Regions from separate parts of the Anas platyrhynchos genome. Here region 2 is linked to region 1. The links are chromatin contacts, called in public Hi-C maps. All regions are on one chromosome and are shown on one strand. Each heading gives the region's core, a stretch centred on a gene start, on an enhancer-like site or on the middle of the called end of the contact. The rest is flanking DNA. Distances are from core to core; before and after follow the strand shown.

Region 1 (2,865 bases), core at 352-2,851:
TAGACACTGGAGGGAGCTCACCAGGAACAGCTCCATAAACCCAGAAATTGTTGTGGTGCTATGGCAGCAGCTTGGCCTGGTGACAGCTTTGCTGTCCTCGTGATGCAAGAGGTGTTCCTCATAAAGGTGATGAAATGCCTGGGTCTGCCTCCTTCCTGCTGAGGAGCTGCTGTGATGGGGAGGAGGAAGGGTGTCCCCTTCATCCCACTGGCCTTGCTGGAAGCCCACTGGACATGCCCAGGTAAATGAGCAGAGCGCGGTGGGACCTCCTCAGGGCACAGGTTTGGGAGGCGATGCTGTGCACAGCAGTTGCTTGAAGTGCAAGCTGAGCCCCCCTCGCTCAGGCCAATGCATATATGTTGTTGTTTGTGTGCATTTAATTTAGGTAGCTTCAGATAGGACCTTATTAGCAGGAACCTGTGATGGCAGATCCCAGGTCCGGAGGGGAAGCAAATACTTGTCAAGTGCTGCTGGTAAGCAGCATATTTTAAGGACTTTGAAGTCGCTTAATAACTCTCACTATACTTGACAAATATCGAGTGTATTTGCAGCTGTACTGGGATTTCGGTGAAGTGAATGCAACTTTTCCCTTTTGCGCTTATTCTAATGAAATATTCCATAGTTGCAGCTGTGGTAGAAGTGCCTCAAAGCTATTTGTACTGTTAATGGAGCTTACTAGATAACACAATTAGACTTAAAAGCTCTTGCTTAGTTTGTAGCAAGCTGGTGACGGAATGTACTGGTTAATTGCAATTTGCAGCGTCTCAGAGCAGCAGTGGCTGGCTGAAGGATAGTAAGGTTTTGAGCTTGCAGGACGTGGATTGTGAGCAATAGCGTAGGAATTCTCTGCATCCCTGAAATTCAGCACCATGAAAAGGATATTTTTTTGAGGTATGTAGTGCATGGAATCGGGTATTTATGAGGTAATGGCAAACTCTCCACTAGTGGGGACTGGAAGTTTGTATATGGATCTGAAAATAAGTTGCCGTATGAAGTGAAAATCAAGAATTGTGTTCTTTTAAAGGTGGCCTTCCAAAACTTGGCCTGTTGACCTTTGTATGTAGAAGACCCTGTGGTGTCTTTTATGCCAATGCGTTGCTTTTCCCTCCATAGCTGGAGCAGGTATCTGGGTGAAATTCTGACATTAATGAAATCACTGGCAAAACTCTGGTCAGTTTTGACGGAACAGGGATTTTGCTGAAGAAGACTTTTTCATGTGAGGAGCTTTTGTCTTCATGGGACAACCTGAAGAAGATACAGAGGAACTTGCAAGAGACACGATGAGTTAGAAGTCTTCCTGGAATTTCATTCCAAAGCAGTAGTTGGTTTCAGATTCCCAACTATTGAATCCATTATAAGATCTGAAGAAGATAATTTTATCTTTCCATAATATTTTGCAGTTACCATGCCAAGAGACAACCAGTGCTTCCCTACCGACTGTTGTTAGCTGAAGAGAACACAGTATCTGCTTTGAGGACAATAAGGCTCCCCTTTGCTTGTCCGGGGAGCTGTAATATTTACATATATATGATCTAGCCTGCTCTCTGTGTTTCGGTGGCTATTTGGATTTCTTATCAAAGTAATAAAGAAACAAACTGAAAGAAAGACGCCAGCTGATAATACCCCAGTGATAACGTGTAATTGCGTACTGGCTAGCATGCTTTGGGGAGAGGAGTTTGGTAGGAAGCCAGGCAACGTGGAGATGGGGGAAGCAGATCCCGGCTGGTAGCAGCAGCCAGAGGCATTGCGGCAGCTCGTGCCAGCTGCAGGTTCCTCCCAGGACTGCTCTTCCTGAAGCCGCCAAAGGTTTGCCATGACCTGCAGCAGAAATCTTGTCCCTCCGTCACCCTCCCAGCACCTCATTCAAGTGCCTCCCCTTCTTTGATGTCTGCTTGGCACCCAGAGGCTGCTTTGGCCTCAGCCATAAGCACTTGGTGCGGGCAGGCAGCCGGGTCCTGGCTCCGGTAGGGTGTGCGTTTGGAGGAGGGGTATACCCAACTTTTATGGGGTCTGCAGAATGGCTGTGGTGCTGCTTCACTGGCTCGGAAGCACTTGGAGACATTCTATTTAAAAGGATTTCTGAGACTTTGGGGTGTGTTTTTAAAGTGTGTCCCAGTTGCAAGAGTAAGGATAAAGCCCAGTAGGCTTAACCCCTGCTCTCTAGACTGATACCTTTCATTTCTTCTGGTTTACAGAACCACAGAGTGGTATCCCTTCAGATAAAGGGATCCAAATGGAGATTGACTTTCAGTTTAGGTGTTTAGCTTTCTTCTTCAGACATAACCTGTTGCATTTCCTTTCCCTCTTGTCTCCACAAAACGTTACACCTAGCCCCACTAATCCCGTTATGAAGAAAGACAGCTCACAGAGATAACCTTTGGTCCAGGCTTTTTCTCACATGCCAGGTCACATAACACAGATGTCTCCAGCCGGCAGTGCAGTCTCCACAAGACCCTACACAGGACTGATAAGAGTTTGTGGATCTGGTGCCCTCTACGATCTTTCTTGAAAGCAAACTCAGGGTTTCCCTGGCTTTTGCATTACAGAGAAAGAGGTAGGGAGGGTTTTTACATCTCCTCTTTTTCTGCTGAGAGCTGCTGTTTAATAGAAAGTAACTTTAATTTAAAGGTAAATTGTAACCTTGAGACAAATTTTCTATTTTGTTGTTTCTATGTGTTGTTGGTTTGCTGTGAATACCGGCTCCATTATTAGTGTTTTGAAATACTTTTTGTTTTCCCCTCTGAATTTTTACATATTGAAAGTCAATGAACTAAGCTTGTTGTGTCAATGCTAAGAGCAATGGCATACCAGGTTTACATTAATGATGCTTCCTTTTGTGGATATGAAAAACTAGCATAGTCTAAA
Region 2 (3,003 bases), core at 490-2,989, 59 kb after region 1:
TATAAATGCCCTACCAAAGATGCTTTTTATTTGATTGATTCTGACAAGGAGAGAAAAATCTTCACTGTATCAAAGGCCTGCAAGATTCACGTGAAGGAGTGTGGAGGATAACGCCAAGGGTACTGATGTGGCCTGGAAAGCTATCAATAAAGAGTGGGAGAGAAAGTCATGTTTGTTCAAGCTTCAGCTCACAATTGCTCTGAGTTTTTGGCCATGCTAGAGTTACTTCTGTAAATGAAGCAGTTGGGCAGGCTTCCTAGCCATATAATATTCAGCAAATAATGGAAGGCATGGAATGAGGTGTTTATAGTTGTTTTCGTTTTTTTTTTTTTCTCTCTTACTAATTAATTTCATTTCCCTTTGCCCTTTCCAAAATTTCCTTCTTTTAAACGGCAGTCACAGCATCAGTTGGGGTGCTGGTGTAACTTTGCAGACTCTCAGTCTGCCTCCAGCAAAGTGGCAGCAGCATCTCTATCCGTGACATTTCATTTTAAACAGAAATCTCCCCAGAACTGCAAGTGCTGCAATTAGACACCCTGACTTCTGATTTGCCAGAAGAATAATCACTGTAGCAAATAGGCAGTAAGTGTGTTCTTCGTAGTTACTATTCCCTCTTTGTCCCCATAGCATGTTGATCTGGGGATGTGTTTGTATATACAATCCCTATTATTTCAAAGTGATGGCAACACCCCAAGGATGTTTACCCAGGCAGGGGACTGAGCAGGGTTTTCTCATAATTGTAAACAGAGCATTTAAAACAATGTAATTCAACTTTTAGCCTGTTCCATTTTTGAGTATTCAGGCCTACATGACAAACTGATGAGCTCTGCATGTTTGCCAGGAAATCCAGGTTAAACCCAGTCCCCTGAAGTCAGGCTTCTGCATCCTGACTCTCATCCTGTTTTCAGAAGAACTGGGGATGTTGCAGAGGGGAAGTTGTGTATTTTCCCTCTTGGGAAATAGATCTGCTTGCTCTCACTGCTCACTCCAGCAGCCTCTGGGCAAATTTCAAACATGGTGCATCAGAGAACTGCCCGGAAAGAGAGAAAAGTGGGTGAGAGACCCAAGAGCACTATATACAGGCAGGATGAGGTACAGTCTCTCACTCCTGTGCACTCATTCTTTTTATTTGCAGCTGCTAGAGAAAGGAAGGACACAAAATAATGCATGGGGCAATGCTTGTGGCATTTCACAGGCATTCTTACCACCTTTGCGTGCCAGTGAATGTTATCAATTGACAACTTCTGCATGAGTCACCATCTCTTTCTAGATCTGTACCACTCAAGAACACTGCTGACCAAGTAAATGGTCATACTTCATATCGAGTGCCATGTTTTGTCTAGCTATACTTCTCAGCCTGCAGCTCAGTACATTTTAAATGTTTTCTGCCCAATGATCCTGAATACTGAAATCCCAGACTCTGCCAGAGCAGGAAGCTGAGCAGAAACAGCCTCACGGAGCAGAAGATGCTGGCAAGCAGCTCACACGTATGGGGCAGCATTGCTCGGGGGCTTTGCATTCCAGCACAGGGGAGCTGCTGTCCCTCTGGCAGCTGCGTGCTCAGCTCCTGGCTTCAGCTGCTCTGCAGAGTGAGTATCTTTGTCGTGTGCTCCGCATGTACAGGGTGCACGTCTCAAACCGAGCTTCTCCCATGTTGAGTGGATGCAGTTTGGCCGGCTCCTTGGTTACTTGTTGTGGATGTCAGAGGAGGAGTTGCAGGCTGCTCAGTAGTTGGGGTTTTCTCTGAGGCTGTTAGCAGCCAGCCAGTGAAGCCACAACAGAAGTGGTTATCTGCATGTTGTCGGCCCTGTAGGAGGAACTATTGACTGAATCTGTTCTTAAGGATTTTCTGCAGTGGACGTGCCATAGTAACACCGGTCACACTCCTGCGGAATAAGCTTGAACTCCGCATCAGCCCGAGGCTGGGAGAGTGCCTGCAGTTTTGTGTCCCCATGTTCAGCAGTGTTTGCTGCTGAAAACAGCAGTCTTTAAAAACAGCTTTCATTTTGCAGCAGAGTTCATGCAAGCCTAAATTCTGCCCCCTTTGGTACACTAATCTACTGGCCTTTGCCAGTAGTTTTTAACGCTAGATTTCCTAATCCTCTTCCCCTACTGCATCCAAACTAGAGGTCAAGCTCTGAAAGCAGGAGGTTATTAAATCATCACTCCAGGTCATGGATGGGGGGGCTTAAATTCTGTCATATTTGATTCTGGCAACTTGACAGGGTGCCCGAATTAACTTTGGCAGATATTTGAAAGCTCTTCTGCAAAGAAACAGGAGTCCTCTGCCAGAGGACGTGAGGCAAGGAGAGGGCAGAAACTGAGGAGAACAAAGCAGAAAACAAACAAAACCCTAAAGTGAGGATGCCAAAGGCTGCACTTAATTACTGACGGAATAAATTGTTCCTTTTGGGTAGGTTAAAAATGGAAAGGAGTGTTGGAAGGAAAAAAAGGAAGAAGTAAAAGCTTGCCGTACTGGAGATGTCCTCATTTAAGATGCATTTCTTTATACCCTGTGCTTGCAGGAATCAAAAAGAAGCAGTGAATGTGTACGGCCCCGTTGTCACTTGTTTGAGGCCTGATTTAGTCAAAGCCAAATTATTCATGCTGCCTTTAAACAGCCTCCTCCAGAGAAGTAGGGCAGGAAACTCCCACAATAACCCTCACAATGGGAGCGAGAGGCCAGCCAAGCACCGCCTGGGACACGTGAGGAGGGGGACCAGTGCTCCTCGGAGCCGAGCCGCTGGCAGGAGCTTTCTGTCCTGGAAGTTGGGTGCTGGGCAGCGTGAAGGCCGCCTTTCACGAGGAAGCCAAACTGCGAGCAGTGCACGCAGTGCGTCACCTTGGCTGCCTCATGCTTGGCCGTGGACGAGCTTTGGGCTGACAGCGATCTGCCCCTGCCTCAGCCCCGTAGGCCGCCTGGGCGATGTGCGACGCAGCCCCGCCACCGGCTTCCATGTTGGGTGCCCACGGGCAGCTCGGTGGCTCCACCGTGGTCGTGGT

What was found. A called contact is a pair of places that touch in the nucleus more often than the background predicts.
Region 2: a Hi-C map of small yellow follicle shows a contact between it and region 1, with 3 times the contacts expected there. The contact joins two enhancer-like sites. A contact is called at or near these places in 3 of 8 Hi-C or Micro-C datasets (F5 follicle, small yellow follicle and subcutaneous adipose tissue).

What each region holds. Positions count from the first base shown.
Region 1 is chr3:52,783,845-52,786,709 of IASCAAS_PekinDuck_T2T, forward strand. The region is part of intron 1 of LOC101789803 (SAM and SH3 domain-containing protein 1); the gene reads left to right. Among named protein-coding and RNA genes, the nearest start is that of UST, 160 kb to the right of the region's middle. Within about 2 kb of position 1,602, at least 4 of the 8 cell types and tissues checked have an H3K27ac peak or open chromatin away from gene starts, as enhancers often do. A contact at or near this core is called in small yellow follicle, where this site is marked.
Region 2 is chr3:52,843,157-52,846,159 of IASCAAS_PekinDuck_T2T, forward strand. All of the region lies in intron 4 of LOC101789803 (SAM and SH3 domain-containing protein 1), which reads left to right. Among named protein-coding and RNA genes, the nearest start is that of UST, 100 kb to the right of the region's middle. Within about 2 kb of position 1,740, at least 4 of the 8 cell types and tissues checked have an H3K27ac peak or open chromatin away from gene starts, as enhancers often do. A contact at or near this core is called in small yellow follicle, where this site is marked.